Linked DNA regions of Triticum aestivum: region 1 is linked to region 2. A link is a contact called in public Hi-C data. All regions are on one chromosome and are shown on one strand. Each heading gives the region's core, a stretch centred on a gene start, on an enhancer-like site or on the middle of the called end of the contact. The rest is flanking DNA. Distances are from core to core; before and after follow the strand shown.

Region 1 (5,477 bases), core at 1,870-4,369, 140 kb after region 2:
GGCATAACCATGGGCACTCCTCCCTATTGATAGCGTTATAATACGGCACGCCGACCAGCCCGGGGCCGACACATGCCATCGGCTCCCCGCACTTGCGTCAATCAACACGCCCGTGCGTGACGCAGTCTCCTCCTCTTTTCCCTGCGCCACAACGAAGACGGATGATCGCCGGCTCTGATTGATGATCATCATGTAGCACGCGAAATAAAGTTGTAAACAAATGCTTCGACAGATATTTCTTAACTAGTCTTGCCGCGGCTACAAATTCACGCCTTATACAACAGACACGCGCAAAAACTCCAAGATGAAAAATACAAGCAATGCTCGCCTGCAGCCAGGCATCGGGGTTGGTTATGTGCGCCGTTGTTTCATCTCCATTTCCTCACAGTTTGGGTCCCAAACCGGCGTTCACTTTCAGGCCAATAGTACTTGTACTACTAGCTAGACAGCCAGAGTGGGCCGCTGGTCTCATGGAGCGCGTGCCGGCCCCGGCGTGGCGTGGGCGCGTCGCGGTGTGTCGGGAGTCGGGACTTGTCCATTGCCTTGCCTTCCTCTTTGGTAAAACTCGGCGACTGTCGGTGGAGCATTTTCTTGCAGTTCTCTAGATCAGACCCCGCGACCGCGTGAACGATCGATGAGATGAGTTCTGTAGGAGGAGCAGTGGTTTTCTCTTTTGAGACTGCCTAGAAATGGCGACCACTAAGAGCATGAAGACGAAAGAGCTTAGTTGGAGTACGTACTCCTACCTCTTTATTGCTACCTGCTGGAACCGACTACCGAGCACTGCAAGCGGTGGAGCTCACCGCTACGTTCTTGAGCTCTTTGCAGTGGCAACCAACGACGGGTGAACCACACACAGGGGTTTCTTCTGTGTTTAACCAAAGCCCACCGTAACACGTGCTCAAAACCACTACTCCCAAGGATCGGTATCCTTCAAAACAAGCAACGAGTTTACGCTGCAAGTGGTGTGGCTGTACTCCTCGGATCTGCAGTAAGCCTGGCTGCACAAAGCCAACGACCGACGACAACATCATTCACAACACTCTAGCTGCAGCAAGCGAGTGATCATCCTTACACCAACCGGAGACAGTAACACGGGAGGAAAGGAAGAAACCGACCGAGCCCTTTCTTAAGCCTCTCTTTTTTGACAGGTCCTTTGGCCTCCCGGGCACGAGATGAAGGGGCCAAATGATTTTCCCCGCCTTTACCAAAAAAGTTCCGCCCGAGCACTTGGCCACCGACCACTCACATCGCAACAAACCACACACTAACCTAACCGTTCAGGGCCCATCAACGCTTTAAACCAAAGTGGAAAGGGAAACGCCGGATCAGATTCCTGAAATCTGGAGCCACGGGCTTGAGATTTGCGCCACAAAACGACGCCCGGTTATCTGCTCTCAGCGAATTAAGAAATGCACTTGACACAATCTAGGTTCCCACCCCTTAGCACGTGACATACACCACCGAAAACATGCACACAAAAATACCCCCTCGATTATTTTTTGGCGGTGTTATAGTAGCACGTATTACTATAGATAGAGTACATCTGTTACAGATTTCGATCCTAACAGAAAACGAATGGAATCAAATAAGATATTCCCCCAACAGGCAAAAAAACAACAGCTGTACACAACCCGTCCCTGCATCTGGCGAGATCTCATCTCGTCTCAGCAAAACCTCGACACATCCGTCACCACCATGCGGGCCTATATGTCAGTGCCGAAAGGGCCACTCCAACCAGCGACATAAAATTGTCCACCTGGGCCCGCGCCGGGCCCATCCCACCCTGTGAGGCCACCAGGTACGGCGTGTCCGTCCGCCACTGCCCCTACACCGAGTCACCGACACCGACCCCGACCCCAACGACGGCGACGCCGCAACCGAGCCGGGTCATGGGCAGTGATCCGGACTCGGACGATTGACTTGTCACTCCAGCGACGTGGGCCGCGCATTGTCAAGCCACGGCGGCGAGGAGGTCGTCACGGGCGCCGCGGCGGCGGAGCAGGTCGTAGGGCGCCCAGAGCGCGTCCAGCGGGCAGGGGCGGCCCGCGTCGAGCCGCAGCCACGGCTTCCCCTTGCCGCTCCAGTGCAGCAGGCTCACCGGCCCCGGGTGCAGCTCCCGGCACTGCCCCGCCACGTTGTCCCCGCCGAGGCCGTGCTGGTTCCACCTGTGCTGCACGGCCTTCACGTCGCCGGCGAACACGAGGAGGAACGGCGGGAGTGAGCCCAGCTCGTATATCCTGGCCTCCTGCTTCTGCACGTCCATCCAGTACTCGAGCTTGGCCGTGTACCCGCCGGCCCGCCACCGGTCGAGGTCGATGACCATGACCCCGGTGTTGAAGTAGCAGGGCGCGCGCGTGCGGTTGGCGAAGACGGAGGAGTAGGCTGGGTGGCGCCAGAAGGCGTCGGTGAAGTAGAGGGTGAAGTTGGCGTTGCAGTACTCGGGCGCGGCGAGGGCGGCGTGGGGGCCGAGGTCGGTGGCCCAGAGGCGCGCGACGTCGTCGACGACGAGGAGGTCCGAGTCGAGGTAGAGGACGCGGGGGACGGAGCGGGGGAGGATGTCGGCGAGGTAGATGCGGGCGTAGTTGAGGGGCTGGTCGAGGGCGCGGCGCACGGAGGAGGAGATCTTGCCGCGGACGAGGCGGGCGTCGAAGCGGTGGACGGTGGCGGGGAGCGTGGGGAAGGCGGCGGCGAGCGCGGCGCGGAGCCTGGCGAGGCGACGCGCGGGGGACGCCGAGGAGGCGACGAAGTGGAAGGCGATGGACTCCGGGCACGCGGCGTGGCGGAGCACGGAGAGGACGCCCGCGAGGGACCCGCGCAGGTAGGTGCCGTCGAGGGTCATCGCGATGTGGATCGTGGGGGCCCCCGCGCACCCCGCGCCGTTGCGGAACGCCGGCGCCTCCCTGAACTCGGGCAGCTCCGCCGCCGCCGCAACCGCGGCGGCGGCGGCGAAGAGCAGGAGCGCGGCGAGGAGGCGCATTGCGGGGCGGGGACGGACGGGAGTGTGCGCCGCTTTATTATTCCCCTCCCATCCGAGAGAGGGGGGGAGGATAAAGAATCGGGGAGGGGGGAATGGAATTTGGATGGGCACGGCACCGTCGGCACGGGTAGGGGGGAGATGGGGGGTGATGCAGAGTTAAGAGGCGGAGACGGCGGAGGGGAGGGTACAGGCTGGAAAGAGGGCGACGTGTGAGGTTTCCGCGTGGGTTTTCCGGGGCTTCTCGTTGGGATTTTTTGAGTTTTTCCGGACGTTAGGCTCTGGTGGTTACGATCTCGACGGGGAAGGAGGGGGAGGCAGACGAGACGGCCGTAGCCAGCCCGTAGGCGTAGCAGGCTGCTTCGGTTGCGTGATCTTTGCGTGCGCTCTTTTTTCGTGGTAGCCGTTAGCCGGTTAGGCCCAAAGCCCCAGCTGATTTGGTTCAGCCCGAAGCTTAGTAAGGCTCGCACAAGACCCCTACAAGGCTTTTTTTCCCCTTTTTTAGGTTAATTGAGCACATGAGAGTTTTTTTTTCAACCGTGCTCTCACTCCTTTCCGTTAAAGCACAAGAGAGTTGTCCAATTAATTAGCAAAAACCAGGTGCAAACCTTACAACCTTGGCCACAACAAGCCAGACTCTGCACAGACCCGAACAAGCCAAACTCGACACAAAGTGCAAGCTCCAGCCCTCAATTTTGCTCATCAGCGTCATCGCCATCATCATCAAGCACCCTCGACTCACCGATTCTTGCTCCACATCTTAGCACCACCGGCATGTAAAAAAACAATGTCATATCAAACCCAGATAGCCCAAACCAACACATCCTAAACATTGCCGCCCATCGACAACTCTGACTTCATCCACCACAAAGTATCAGAGAAACATTGTACCTTTACGCCACCCATCATGTGTCATAGTTGACACTTGTCATGCCCAGCAAACTGCAGCTACGACTTCACGCCAATATGTTGTCACCACCTCGCTCCTTCCTCCCCTCCCCTCGCCTCGCCGCCACCACACAAAGATGGTGGCGGGGTTGGGTGGCATGTTAGCCATTTTGTCTCGTCAAAGTTGTATCACACGTGGGAGATTCTTTTTGCCCCAAGGGCAAGTCCAACAGTTCGGAAATTTTAAATGTCTACGCAATAGTCGGAAAGAACGACAACAAAGGCTAAGTGGGGTTGGTCGCCAGAAATAGAGAAGGCATTTTTGTGGGCTCTTCGAGTATCACCTTTGTTGGTCTTATGGACCCAGAAATCCTTGAAACAATGGCATATGCCGAGAAGCACTAGCACTAGCATATGATATAATGGCAGCAAGGCAAAAATTGCTTGTGGCTGAAGGAGTGATCAAGGCTATTCATCAAGGATTTCAGACGCCGTGTGTGGCAAATGAGACCGACTTTAGGCCTTTGTCGTGGTTTTAGTTCAAACCACGCCACTTATTTTGAAACAGAGGAAGTTTCTTGAATAAAGAGGGATACTCGACTTTAAAAAAGCTGTTCCAAGGGTAAAAAAAGGTGTTCCAAAAATTGTAGCAACTTTTCCCTTTTGTTAGGGTTTTCCTTCTCTCGTTGACTTCACTATCGTTGAGAGTTGACCCCTCACTTTCTCGCGTCTCCCTCTACGGTTCTCACTTGGACTGACACCACATAAACACACCATTTGGAACGTAGGAATCAAAAACGTGGGAATAGAAAACCTGCAAGAAATGAGATATCATGTAACCTAAATTCTTACAGGAATCCAAGACACAAGAGTCCTAGACACATGGTGAGCCATTCCATGACTTGCTATTTGGGCACCATATAAGAAAAACGCAGGAATCCTAGACACATGAGAGAAAACATGAGGTTTTTTCCTCCAAAATTCCTTTGCATTGCCCTGTTCCATAGGAACCTTGGTGAGCCATTCCTTTGTTTCAAACGGCACCGTCGGAATATTTTTCTGTAGGAATTCGATTCTCCAAAATTCCTATTATCTTCCTCTGTTTCAACTTTCAAACGGGGTATGAGAACGGAGACAAGACGGGACTGCAGCACATTACAACGCTACAACGAGTGAGAGATAGGGCTTCTGAACCACTTGGAACAAAGAGATATTCAGGGCGTTAGTAAAAAAGCCAATGCCAATATCTAGGCCCTGGACAGTGCCCCCACCTAGTCCAGATCAGCAACCGATTTGCGGTTTATCTTGACTCAGGGCCATTTGGACCTCGAGTGAACAATAATACAGTAGCAAGTTTAGTGATGGGTTTGCTCAATTTGCAACAAAGTGGAACATTAAAGGATTATTCTCTTTATTAGATTGGATCTCACGAGTACTGTGTGAATAAACAACACTCACCTCGATTCATATACCACCTGCAATGGGTAGGGCTTTGGTAATTGACCACATATGAGCCTAAGGGCTCGGTTTCAATACACAAACGTGTCTTCCTCAAAATCAAGATTAAATACTCCATACATACAAAGTACAGTACTGGACAAAATCCATATTC
Region 2 (5,321 bases), core at 608-3,107:
CGATCCATATTACTTGTCGCTCAAACGGATGTATCTATGGAGGGAGTAGAAGAATTACAGCTAACTGTGTGGTGGTGATCAGTTTATCATATGTGTTAACAGCGAATAAGGCCCTACAAGCTTGCATATACAGTTACTAATGCAGACATTTAGTTAGTCACAGAGAAACAGAGGACACGGTAAAGTGAAACGGGTTTAGTCCCTGAACATGAATGTGAGACAGCTACCTCCGGAGTGAACGTCAGACCGATTTTGATTTCTCCACGGTACTCTTCGTCTTTGACAACATTGTAAACAGTTGGTGGGATGCTTCCTTCAGTGTACACTCCATCCAATGGGATCCTGCAAGAATCAAATACTCAGCTGTAGTGGATGATGCAATCTGCGATCATTCAGTTTTGCATCCCGCGATGCAGCGACATCAATCGAAATGCAAACTGCAAGTGTTTCAGAAACAGATTTCACCAAACATTTGAGCCAGTTTTATGTAAGACCGCCAGCCCCACAACTAACTCAAAGGAACACTCTGACACAAGACCAAAATTGCTACTCCTAGCTCATTTCGACTTACGTTGCTTCACCAACGCTGTCGTCGTCCGTGCCACCATCACTGTCCAGAAGCTTGATGACGAGCTCGGTTGCATTCTCAGAGACGGTGAACACAAAGGTTTCGTTCCACTCAGGATCACTTCCCTTTCCTGCATGCATCGAGTGAAGTCAAGTTACACCCCGCAAAAAAAAATTTAAGTCAAGTTACATCTCATAAGGAAGTCAATAGCACACATGCACAGCAGCATTGAGATGCATGATGCTGCTTTTAACATGTCTTGATGAATTCCACTTTTCCTCATGGAAGGGCCACGGTTGATTCGGCCTATCGCAAACGGGGTGGGAAAATAAGATGGGTTAACTACTTAACGTGCTTTTAGCGCATTGGTTGCTGCCATTCTAAATCGATCTGCGTTCTTATTATGATCGTCTAGATTTTCCTGCTGTTCAAGTGTCCAGACATTACTGACATGGCAAAACGCATGACAGACTCAAGCGTCAAGCCTGATAGCTTCTAGCAGCACGTGGAAGCTAGGGCTCATTCAGCACCAGTGCTCGTTTTTTTCTTTGTGAAGGACCACAAGGACCAGATTTCACTATCGTTAAGATGTCGTTTAGAACACTACTAGTGAAGGAAAGCGTTGATCGATAAATTGAAGAGGTATATATAAGGTTTCCTATGTACTGTATGTATCAACAAGAAATTTGTAAGCTAACGAAGAGATTTACCTGAGGCGACGGTGCTCTTCTGCTCCTGCGAGGTGCATTTTAGAACCGCGTACGGGTCCATGTTGCCTGCAGAAAACAATTCGCAGCCACGGAACTCGTCAGCGAGAATCGATCCCATCCATTAGAGACCAGCAGAAAGCGAAACCACAAGCGACTCGAGAATATTGCGCCGATCTGGCTGATCGACAGGCCATCACCGAGCTACTTCGAGCGGGGGACGGGAAAGCAGAGCAGAACTCGATGGGGGGAGTCAGAGGCCGAAGGTAGCTTACAGAGGTAGTCGGTGTTCTCGAGGGCCTTGGCTCCGACGAGCAGCACCTCCAGCGTCCCCTGCGCCATCTTCTCTCCCGGCCTGATCTCGCCTTCCTCTCCCGCTCGCTCGATCAGGAATTATATGCTGATGAGCAGGCAGCACGACTGAAGGTCGAGACTAATCGCTGTAGATCCGATCCGAGCCCCGGGGCGCCGCTGTATGTATAGGACTAGGAGTTGAAAAATGGAAGGCTCGGCCGCGTCTTCCTCGCGCCTCCCCCACGTCGCATCACATGGACCCGGTGTGTGGTAGGGCATAGGCAGCTTGCCAACTTGTATAAGGCAGGTCAAGTACTGCGCCGCGCGCCAATTGTGGGAGGGGGCGGTGGCTTCTTCCGCCGGTTTCGCGCGTGTCTGCCCGTAGGCCGGCCGTGCCGATTGGATGATTAGGGAGCGAGAGGACGGGCTTCACGCGCCCAGTCTGTCACCGTTCGTGTGATCGTGCAGGTGCAGTGTAGTTGCATCATCCATGGACGGTGGCCGTCCGGGGCCACAACTGCATTTTTTTAGAGGCCACGAACGCTATATATCGCCCGTTGCAATCCCTAGCGTAGCGTTTCCTCACTAGGGACCGTGGACCGGCCGGCCCATTATAAATCGAGCGAGAAAACTGCCAGGGCCGGTTTTACAAGGTTCCTAAGCGGTTTCTGGAACCTTCCCGATTTGTTTTCTTACTGGTTTGCCGGTTTTTTTTTCTTCTTTAATTCAAAATTTTCAAGAAATATCCAAAATTGTTCAAAATTTCCTAATTATTTTCTTTTCCAAAAAATGTTTGGAATTTTCAAAAATGATTATGTTTTCAAATTTTGTTCATGTTTTCCAAAAAAATGCTTAAAAATACAAAAAATGATTATAATTTCACATTTTGTTTGCAATTAAAAAATTACTGTTCCTCAAAAAAAATGAAAATTAAAAAATTGTTCCCATTTAAAAATAAATGTCCAAAAATTCAGAAATAGTTCACAATTTTAAGAAATGTTCACAGATTTTAAAACAATTCGGGATTTTGAAAATTATCTGAGGTTTCATAAAATTATTTCCGATTTACAAAAAATATTCATGATTTCAAAAAATGTTCATGGACATTTCTTGTATTTTTCGTGAACATTTTTTAAAATTCATGAACTTTCTAAAAATTCATAATACTTTTGAAACTTTCATGAATATTTTTTGAATTCGTGAACATATTTTGCATTCACAAACTTTTTTGAAAACCCATGAATATTTTCCGTAATTTACAAAAAAAATGTATTTGGGAGTTTTCTTCATATTATAAATTAAACTGATCGAAAAAATGAAATGGGAGAAAACAAAACAAAAAACAAGTGTGCACTCGCTCGCTGGGCCAGACCCATCTTGCTTGAGAGATGCGACGTAGCGCTCGCTATGAGCGATAGACATCAGCTCCCGTCTAGGGCTCTTGTAGGAGGAGACAAGACAAGAAACATGTGTTGTTTAATTCAGACCAGTGCTACTTATTCGGACTACATAGGCTAGATTTTGAATCCTCTAGACTGTGTTGGGCCTCGCTTATCTTCTTTGATTCAAATCCTACAAAAGACCATGAAAGTAGGATAGGTACGCATGCGTAAACGGAAGAATGGAAAAACATAAAATTCGTAAGTCTTGCATCGAGATTAACAATGGCTCTATTTTATATGCCTTTTTAAACTCATTAGCTGCATACTACTCCATATATCATGTCCCATTGAACAAAGTACATGTCCATTATGCATGATTTCTGGTTTTTACCCTTTTCGATGTGAGCATTGCATAGTTTGTAGTTTTTATTAGTTATCTTTGGTTTGTTGTGTCTAGATGTTTTGGACCAACCATGGACCAAGCACAATGAAAAGGCTAGGGTTGGGACCAATACCGGAGACTTCTAGGCACCAAACCCAGGCATTTTGGAGTGCTAATTATGACATTTTTAAGTGATCAAATTAAAAATCCAACACCACAGGTGCATTGGTGTCATTCATACGAATCCAACGGGCCCAAGAACGTCAAAATCGCAGTTCGTATGAAGAAATGACGACCATTTTACTAAAGGTGTCTAGAGCAAAAGACAGCGCTTGATACGACCGGGCATGGTCGTACCACCCCCGACAAGCTCTGAGATCGCCCAGATCAGACACGATTCTTCGTGGATTTTATCTCAATTTGTTCTCATGACTTTCTTGGCCACTATGGGAGGTATTGGGATTTGATTTGGCTCATCTAGAGCCCCTGGATCAAAGTGGAGAAGCTACATCAATAGAGGAGACCCAAGGAGGCCTCCTATATACACCTCAACCCTAGCCGTCGTCCATCATCCATACGCGATATCCAGCACCATCTCCATCTCCATCTCATCTCCATCTCCATCTCCATTGCTAATCCATGACCTTCACCTCCATAAAAGAAGAAGGGCCAAGACAAGAAGAAAGAAGAGGAGGCTCCGCCACCATGCCTCATCGGCCTTTGGGCTGGTGCGATCTCCACCGGTCTTGCCTTGTGATACGTCTCCTATGTATCTATAATTTTTATAGTTAAATGCTATTATGTTATCACTTTTGTATTATTTATATACCATTATATATATTTTTTGGACTAACCTATTAATTTAGTGCTCAGTGCCACTTCCCCTTTTTTTGCTTGTTTTTTGTTTTCCATGAAATCCATACCTACAGAAGTCCAAACACGATGAAACTTTTAGACGATTCTTCCTCAACAATAAGAGACCCTGGAAGCTTCGGGACGAGAAGGCCCACGAGGACCCAACAAACTAGGGGCGCACCATCCTGACTTGTGGGCCCCTCGTAGCTTAGCTTGCCCTAATTCTTAGCCTATAAATTTCCAAATATTTAGAAACCCTCGAAGGAATACCCGAAATAATTTTATCACTGCCACAATTCTCCGTTCCAAAGAGATCTCGTCCGGAACCCTGTTCCGGTACTCTGCCGGAGGGGGGGGGGTCATTAGGGAGGCCATCTTCATCAACCTTGCGGCCTCCATGATGATGTGTGAGTAGTTCCTTCAGGGCCTACGAGTCCACAGTAGTAACTAGATGGTTCTCTCTCTCTCTCTCTCTCTCTCTCTCTCTCTCTCTCTTGATCTTCAATACAATGATCTTATCTAAGATCCATCCGATGTAATCTTATGCAGTGTGTTTGTTGGGATCCAATGAATTGTGGGTTTATGATCAGATTATTCATTGAATTATTTTGAATCTATTGAAGTTTCTTTGCTACATAATTTTATAGCTTTGTATTTCTTTTGGATCTATCCGTCTACTTTGGCAAAATTAGATTGATTTATCTTCAGCGGGAGAGGTGCTTTGTGGTAGGTTCAATCTTGCGGTGATCCTGCCCAGTGACAATAAGGGCAAGGGCACGCATTTGTATTGTTGCTACTAATGATAAAACGACGGGGTTTGGTCATATTGATTGCTTTTAGTTTGTCTACATTATGTCATATTGCTTAAAGTGTTACTCTGCTTCTATGAACTTAATACTTTGAGATGCATGTTGGATAGCGGTCTTGGGGTGGAGTAATAATGGTAGATGCAGTTGGATTAACGGTCTACTTATCACAAACGTAATGCTTATGTATTTGTTATGCCATGGATGATTATAATAATTATGCTCAATTCTATCAATTGCCTAATAGTAATTTGTTCACCCATTGTTGCTATGCTTTCGAGGGAGATACCACTAGTGAAACTATGGCCCTCGGGTCTATTTTCCATC

The links. Hi-C and Micro-C count contacts between places; a contact is called where the count stands out from the background.
Region 1: a Hi-C map of leaf shows a contact between it and region 2, with 3 times the contacts expected there. The contact joins the promoter of LOC123053915 here to the promoter of LOC123053913 in region 2. A contact is called at or near these places in 2 of 5 Hi-C or Micro-C datasets (both in leaf).

What each region holds. Positions count from the first base shown.
Region 1 is chr2D:475,330,075-475,335,551 of IWGSC CS RefSeq v2.1, forward strand. It overlaps LOC123053915 (probable galacturonosyltransferase-like 3), which reads right to left and starts at 3,120. Exons shown (of 1, transcript XM_044477535.1): 1 at 1,473-3,120. The coding sequence starts at 2,980. The coding sequence ends at 1,955. It overlaps LOC123053914, which reads right to left. Exons shown (of 16, transcript XM_044477533.1): 16 at 5,253-5,477. The coding sequence ends at 5,476.
Region 2 is chr2D:475,190,746-475,196,066 of IWGSC CS RefSeq v2.1, forward strand. It overlaps LOC123053913 (elicitor-responsive protein 3), which reads right to left and starts at 1,858. Exons shown (of 5, transcript XM_044477531.1): 1 at 1,551-1,858; 2 at 1,279-1,344; 3 at 572-698; 4 at 228-342. The coding sequence starts at 1,617.